Linked DNA regions of Mus musculus: region 1 is linked to region 2. Evidence: chromatin contacts called from public Hi-C data. All regions are on one chromosome and are shown on one strand. The core of a region is the stretch at or near the end of the contact, and the rest is flanking DNA. Distances in the headings are between cores, read along the strand shown. Region 1 overlaps Chst8 (carbohydrate sulfotransferase 8). Region 2 holds the start of Pepd (peptidase D).

Region 1 (3,274 bases), core at 740-3,239, 170 kb before region 2:
CTCTCTCTCTTTCTTTCGTTTTTTGTTTGTTTGTTTGTTTTTGTTTGTTCTTTTTGAGACAGGGTTTCTCTGTGTAGCCCCGGCTGTCCTGGAACTCACTCTGTAGACCAGGCTGGTCTCGAACTCAGAAATCCGCCTGCCTCTGCCTCCCAAGTGCTGGGATTAAAGGCCTGAGCCACCACTGCCCAGCTCATCCCTTTTCTCAAGTTGGCTCTTAGGCACTGATCTGCCAGCCTCTCCTCTCTGCCTTCTCAACGTTACAGAATCCACAGAACTCACACCCTTAGTCCCAGAAAAGTTCATACCATGGTGAAGATTTTCCCTGTGTTGTAGTCCCCCCTGAGTGTCCCTGGCGACAGGACAGACTTGTAGTCTACACCTCCTCAGAACTGAGACTCCTAGTGAGAGGGCTTGGTCAGGGCTGTCAGGGCCACCCGGCACGCACGCAACTTGGCGCATACACTTTGTAAGCAATGGTTTCCAACAGATAAATGTAATCAAGGTTTATGTGCTCGGAGAAGCCAACAGGATGGGGTTGTTTCACTTGAAGGATCAGAAGAAAATTGTAACTAATGTTGTGGAAAATTACTTTGATATTGCTTTCTTGGTACCGAATCACAATTAGGCTGCTGCGAGTGGTACAGGGAAGGAATAAATGAATAGTAACAAATCAACACAAACAGCTTGTGTCAGGAGCACTTCGCTCAGGGAAAGGAACGTAAGCATTACTTAAAGTTTTATGACTGTGTTTGGTGTGATTTACATAGACCAGCAGGGTTGCCCATCACGTAAGCACGTTGAGCGTGGCTCCCCTGCATCTGCCAATAGAACTTCACAGTGAAGACCCACCCACGCACCTCACCTGGCTCCACCCACCACAGGGGAATGCTCCATGGCAGTCCCTCACCCTACGATCTGAGGGTCTGAGGCTCCAGCGCCTCTCCACCACACTGTACCACTCTACCCCAGAACTCCCAACCATACTCTGGTTCCCACCCGTCTGTAACTCACACATCTGTGCACTTGGACAGCTGTTTCAGAGCAGTGCTAGGTAGAAAGAGGGACAGAAATCCAGTGCCTTTGAAATTAAGGGTTCTGCTCTACCAGCTGGCTGTTGGCATGGCAGGGCATATTCCAAGATCAACAGAGCAGAATCTCACCTGACAATATGACCTATCCTAGAAGGGACCACAGAGGGGCCCTCCTGACCCAGATGGGCACCATACATAAACTTATGCCTTTTCTCCCCGGCCCCTCCCACAGTACAGACATCAGATGGCTGGACCCCTGGCCTGCGTATGCACCACAACCACACACATTAGGGCACCCACCAGAGGCACGATTCCTTCTAGCCGTCTTCAAGCTCCCTTACTGTCTGGTTTCTTTTTGCACAGACTACACATAGTCTCAGGGACCATTTAGTTCCTGTACTGTGATGGTTCTGTCCTGTGGGACCCAGCTGTGCTGACTCAATGTCACTAGCTATTCTGGAGCTCTCAAGAGGCTACAAAGTCCCCAGAGGAGCCAGCTCAGTCACGCACACTCGCTTCCTCAGAAGCTGGGAGAAGCTGGACCCATTTTTGACAGCCGCCAGCTGTAGGGGTTGACCCGGGTGTGCGTCAGCACAGTGGCTTACCCACTGTTTCTGGGGCCTGCAACTGAACTGGCTTCTTACTCACTGTGATGAAAGAGGTAACTCGTCAGCCTCCACACCCCATGCAGGGCTTCTGGCAGCGGCTGCCGGGTTTAGGCAGGATTCTGGGCTTTATGTGCGTTTCTTCCTGTCCTCTTGAGACCTGTGGCCTTCAATCTGGGCTCAAGGCCACTGTATTGAGGTTCAGAGCTCCAGTTTGCAGAAGCAAAACAATGAAGTGGTACAAAGGGGGCGAGGAACTGAGTTGGGGGAGCTGGGGCTAGTGCTAGGGAAAGAGCCCCTGGCTGGAGGAGAGGGGGCATCCATCCCTCCTGTGCTTCAGGCTGCAAACCGGAGTGTCACAGGAAGCCATCCATCTAAACCTCTGGCGTGCACATCTCTTTCATCTTGTTCCTGCTAGCAGTGTGTTCATGCACATGTCCCTCGAGAGGAAGCACACCTCTGAGGGCTCCTCACAATAGATCTCTGCTAGTGCTGTGTCCTGGAAGCCAGGTTTCCTCTTCTTCTAAGCAGATTAACCTCCAGCCTCGGGCTCACGCCTGTGACAGCCAGCTTCATCATATCTGGCACCAAGAGCCCCGGAGACCCCCCTCTTTCCACACCCTATCTGCCCTAAGTGTCCCACATGTTCCTCTCACTGACTACACCCCACATCCCCAGCAGACATTAACTATTCCAATGGGTCAGAGGTACGGAGGAAATGTGTGTGTGTGTGTGTGTGTGTGTGTGTGTGTGTGTGTGTGTGTGTGTGTTAAGAGTGGGTCTGAGCCTCACAAATCCAGCATGTGATTTAATTTCTGTCTCAGGCCAGAGGGACCAAGTTCGAGGGATCCTCAGAACTGGACAGGGAAATTGAGTCAGACTCCAGTCACGAAGTTCAGAAGAAGAAAGGCTCCTCAGATCCCACCAGCATGTCCACCACCCAATAAATAAAGTAATTAATTCATGCAACAGAATTATTTTTTTGAGCTGGGATTTCACTACATAGTCCTGGCTGACCTGGATGTTGACCAGGCTGGTCTCAAACTCAGAGATTCATCTGTATCCGCCTCTGCCTCTCACGTGCTGGGATTAAAGGTGTGCACCACCACACCCAGCTATAAGAAAAGTTTTCAAAAGAAGACATGTTCATCTGGGTCTGGTGGTGCAGCCCTATAAGGCCAGCTACTCAGGAGGATAAGGTAGGGTCATAAGTTCAAGGCCAGACCATGAATCAAAATCAAAGTAATGAAGAATGATCAAGGGGTAAGACCCTGGGTTCAATTCCCAGTGACATTAAAAAAAAAAAAAAGAAAGACGTTATCCACTGGTATTCAGAACAATGTGGAAGATGCCCCGAGAGTTGGCAGAATTTCCTAAGTCTGAGATTCACTGAAGACAACAAACTGGCTGACCAGATGGGCAGCCTCTCCATCGCCCACACCAGGGGCTGCTCAATTGCTATGGAATCCAGAACCACGGCCTTGAAACTGGTGGCCTGACGCCCCCACACTGACACCGACGCCTGCTAGGAGGAAGCCAGGGCCCTTTCTCTGTTTACAAGGGTTACCGTCACCCAGCCCCGGCACACCAGGGCCATCAGGAAGGTCAGCATGCGACCCGCAGTGTTAAGTAGCAACC
Region 2 (3,252 bases), core at 521-3,020:
CAAAAAAAAAAAAAAAAAAAAAAAAAAAAAAAAAAAGGGTTCTCCCACACCCTGAGCAGCTTCTCCTGGAGTCCCTGCCAGCGCCTCTGATGGGCAGGAACAGGGGAGGAGGATCCTCTGCCTCAGCCTTTGATGCGGAGTTGTGATACGTGGCAGGGCCATGATGGAGTCTGATAGAGAGCAGCGAGGGATGTGGTCAGGCTTGCTGGAGAGGGTCTTGAGCAAGAGTGGGGGAGGGGCCGGTCCTGCTGGAGCCTCTGATGGGGAGGGGCGGGGAGAGGCAGCAGGTGTCTGACACAGAAAAAAACCGACTGTCAGAGCAGACCCTGCCTCGAGGCCCACTGTGCAGATGGGCCTGGGTGGGCAGGAGCCGTGGGTAGTGCTTCCCGGTTAACACTACAGAAAGAGTGCTCCGTTCAATGGCTGGGTGTTCTCTGCCTCTCTTCTGTAAATATTTAGGATAATTACTTCTTTTACACATTAATAAGCATTAAGCTGGCAGTTGGTTTAATTTTGACATATTTTATGTCAAAAGAAGTGGGGCTGTGATTAGCTGGGGGCAGGCTTTCCTACTACAAACCTGCTCCTCCTCTGCTATTTTTAAAAAGGCGTCCCTTATTAGGGAGTCGAGACTCTTTAGCTGAAGATGGAGCTAATGCACTCTGTGTGTGTGTGTGTGTCCAAGTTCTCAAGAGTCTGTGTGAGGTCAGGCATGTTGCTTACCCTTCTGGACCTTAGTCTCCTCCTCTGTAAGATGGTGCTAAGACAGCACCTGCCTTCCTCATGGGGCTTTTGTGAGACCACTGTGAGCAGTGGTGCTAACATCTGCAAAGCACTTGAACCAGTGTCTTTAAGTGCTGAGAGTAAGGAGGGCAGTGCCTGCCTTCTGATGCTCATTTCTCTGTAGGACTCTCCTCTATCACCAGGGCTCAGCTCTGCTATTCCCCACCTCATCCTCCCCTCCCCTGCTCTGCCCCTGCCCCTGCTTCTCTTTCTTCAGCTCCTCCATCTTGCACTTGAGGAGGTTTGGACTAGAGCCTATTAGATTTAACTCTCCAACTTATATACAAGACCCTGAAGGCCTTGCTTATCTCTCAGCCAGAGACTTTCTCCCCAGACTCCCTTTCCTGAATGCTGGAGGCTTCTATTACTCCAGTTGTCCCAGCTCTCCATCATCTTTGGCCCTCCTCCCCATGGTTTCTTTTTTCTTTTTTCTTTACCATATGAATAAATATTTATTTATTTATTTTTTAAAATTAAAAAATTTTTATTAGATATTTTCTTCATTTACATTTCAAATGCTATCCCAAGAGTCCTCTATGCGCCCCCCCCCCCCGCTCCCCTACCAACCCACTCCCACTTCTTGGCCCTGGCGTTCTCCTGTACTGGGGCATATAAAGTTTGCAAGACCAAGGGGCCTCTATTCCCAATGATACAGAAGTGGATCCCCATGGTTTCTTTATTCTTGTATGTTCTTCTCGCGGGTGGGCGGCAACATACACACAAGGTCAGGGGCTAACCTAGAATCAATTGATCTCCTGTCTCAGGACACTTCTTCCCAAGAGGGAAAGCCTTCTGGGTTGCTGCTCAAGTTCCTTCTAGTTTCTTGTGGGAATCTGAGATGCTTAATCAGCTGCAGGACTCCTCCACTTAAGGGTGTGAAGTCCGGAGCTGGAGTGGGAGGGACTGAAGCCACCACGCCCATTAAAAATCCCGCCCTGGCCCCGCCCCGTCCTCCTCAGAGGAACCCTAGCTGGTTCAGCTGACGCTGCACTCCACGTGACGCTAGCGCCGAGTGAACATGGCGTCCACTGTGCGGTGAGTGCTGAGCTTGTCCCTTGCCCTGCCTGCGGCCCGCGTAGAGGTGGCCTGCCTCGGTATTCCTAGCTGAACAGTGGGTGACAGCCTCCGAGCTCTGACTGGAGTTGCTCTGTGGCCGCGGGCTGCGGGCTGCGCGCTTCTTCTCTGGGGCACCGGAACCGAGAGCCGGGCTGGGCGAGTGGTACCTGCAGAGCCCCTGCATGCTTGCGGCTGCCCACTGGCCCTCGTGGGGCGGGGGAGGGTGGCTTCCCTGGAGTCCCGAGTGTGGCAGCCTCACCGTAAGTGGCCGAAGTGGGAGCTTCACAAATCTGTTCACTGCCACGCCCCTCCGATGAGGTGGCCAGCCTGGTCTGGGCGCCAGGTTCCCAGGCGCTTCCTCAAAAGTGAGGGAAAGTGTGAGTAGTATTTGGAGTGGCCGTGGAATATCCGTTAATCAGGCCAGCACTTTCCTGATTCTTTCCTGGCCCAAACGTCAGCTCCTCTGAGACACCTTCCCTTAATTATCTGATCAATTCTATACTGCCTGACTTTCTGTATGTCAGTTGTCTCCTCACTAGCTCCGATGCAGGCTCCATGCAGGCCTCAGTAGCCCAGTGTATTGCTCCGCTTAGACTTGCCATAATTCTGTATGATTAAAGGGTCAGTGGTTCGGCTGGGAGGAAGTTTGGACAGATGGGCTCTATTCAGTGTCACGGAAGGACAGCTGATCAAAGGTTAAGAGATAAAGACTGAGAGAGTAGGGTACATCCCTGAACTAGTAGGTTTGGTGCTAGTGACTTCTCCAGACTTTGTCCTGGGGGAGCAAGAAGGATTGTCATCTGGAATCTGCTTTTTAAGAATTTTAGACAGGGTCTCACTATGTAGCGCATGCTGGCCTTGGGACTCAGATTCTTCCTGCTTTGCCCTTCAGAGTGCTGACAATCCAGGCACGATGGCACTACACCCTGCTTGAGATCTGTTATGTTTTGCTTTGCTTTGTTTGAAGACAGGGTTCCTCTGTGTAGCCCTGGCTGTCCTGGAAGTCACTCTGTAGATCAGGCTGGCCTCGAATTTGGAGATCCACCTGCCTCTGCCTCCCAAGTGCTGGGATTAAAGGGGTGTGTCACTACTACTTGGCTTTTTTTTTTTTTTTTAGGTATTTTCCTCATTTACCACTTGGCTTCTTAAAGAGTTCCCCCCCCCCAACCCCCACCCCCGATAGCATGAGCTGTGGTTTCAGCGGAAGAGGGTGTGGACCTGGTGGTAGGGGATGTTAGGAAGGGTAGGGGTAGAAGAGTGCAGTTCTCCACAGACTGAGTTCAGAACTGAGGCGAGTATGGTAAAAACTAGTGGAGCAAATGCATCTCTCCATATACAACGAGGGCAGTGGAAACAGTGCCATCTTAGTTAGCTTCCAAGGTTGGAAGAGCTTGGGACATAGCAATCATGTAG

The links. A called contact is a pair of places that touch in the nucleus more often than the background predicts.
Region 1: a Hi-C map of the 63-12 cell line shows a contact between it and region 2, with 1.8 times the contacts expected there. The contact joins the enhancer-like site here to the promoter of Pepd in region 2. A contact is called at or near these places in 1 of 39 promoter capture datasets (hippocampal neurons), 2 of 484 Hi-C or Micro-C datasets (the 63-12 cell line and uterus) and 1 of 9 other capture datasets (liver).

What each region holds. Positions count from the first base shown.
Region 1 is chr7:34,744,777-34,748,050 of GRCm38.p6, forward strand. The region is part of intron 2 of Chst8 (carbohydrate sulfotransferase 8); the gene reads right to left. Among named protein-coding and RNA genes, the nearest start is that of Gm38987, 66 kb to the right of the region's middle. Within about 2 kb of position 1,990, at least 44 of the 459 cell types and tissues checked have an H3K27ac peak or open chromatin away from gene starts, as enhancers often do. A contact at or near this core is called in the 63-12 cell line, where this site is marked.
Region 2 is chr7:34,910,637-34,913,888 of GRCm38.p6, forward strand. It overlaps Pepd (peptidase D), which reads left to right and starts at 1,771. Exons shown (of 15, transcript NM_008820.2): 1 at 1,771-1,818. The coding sequence starts at 1,802.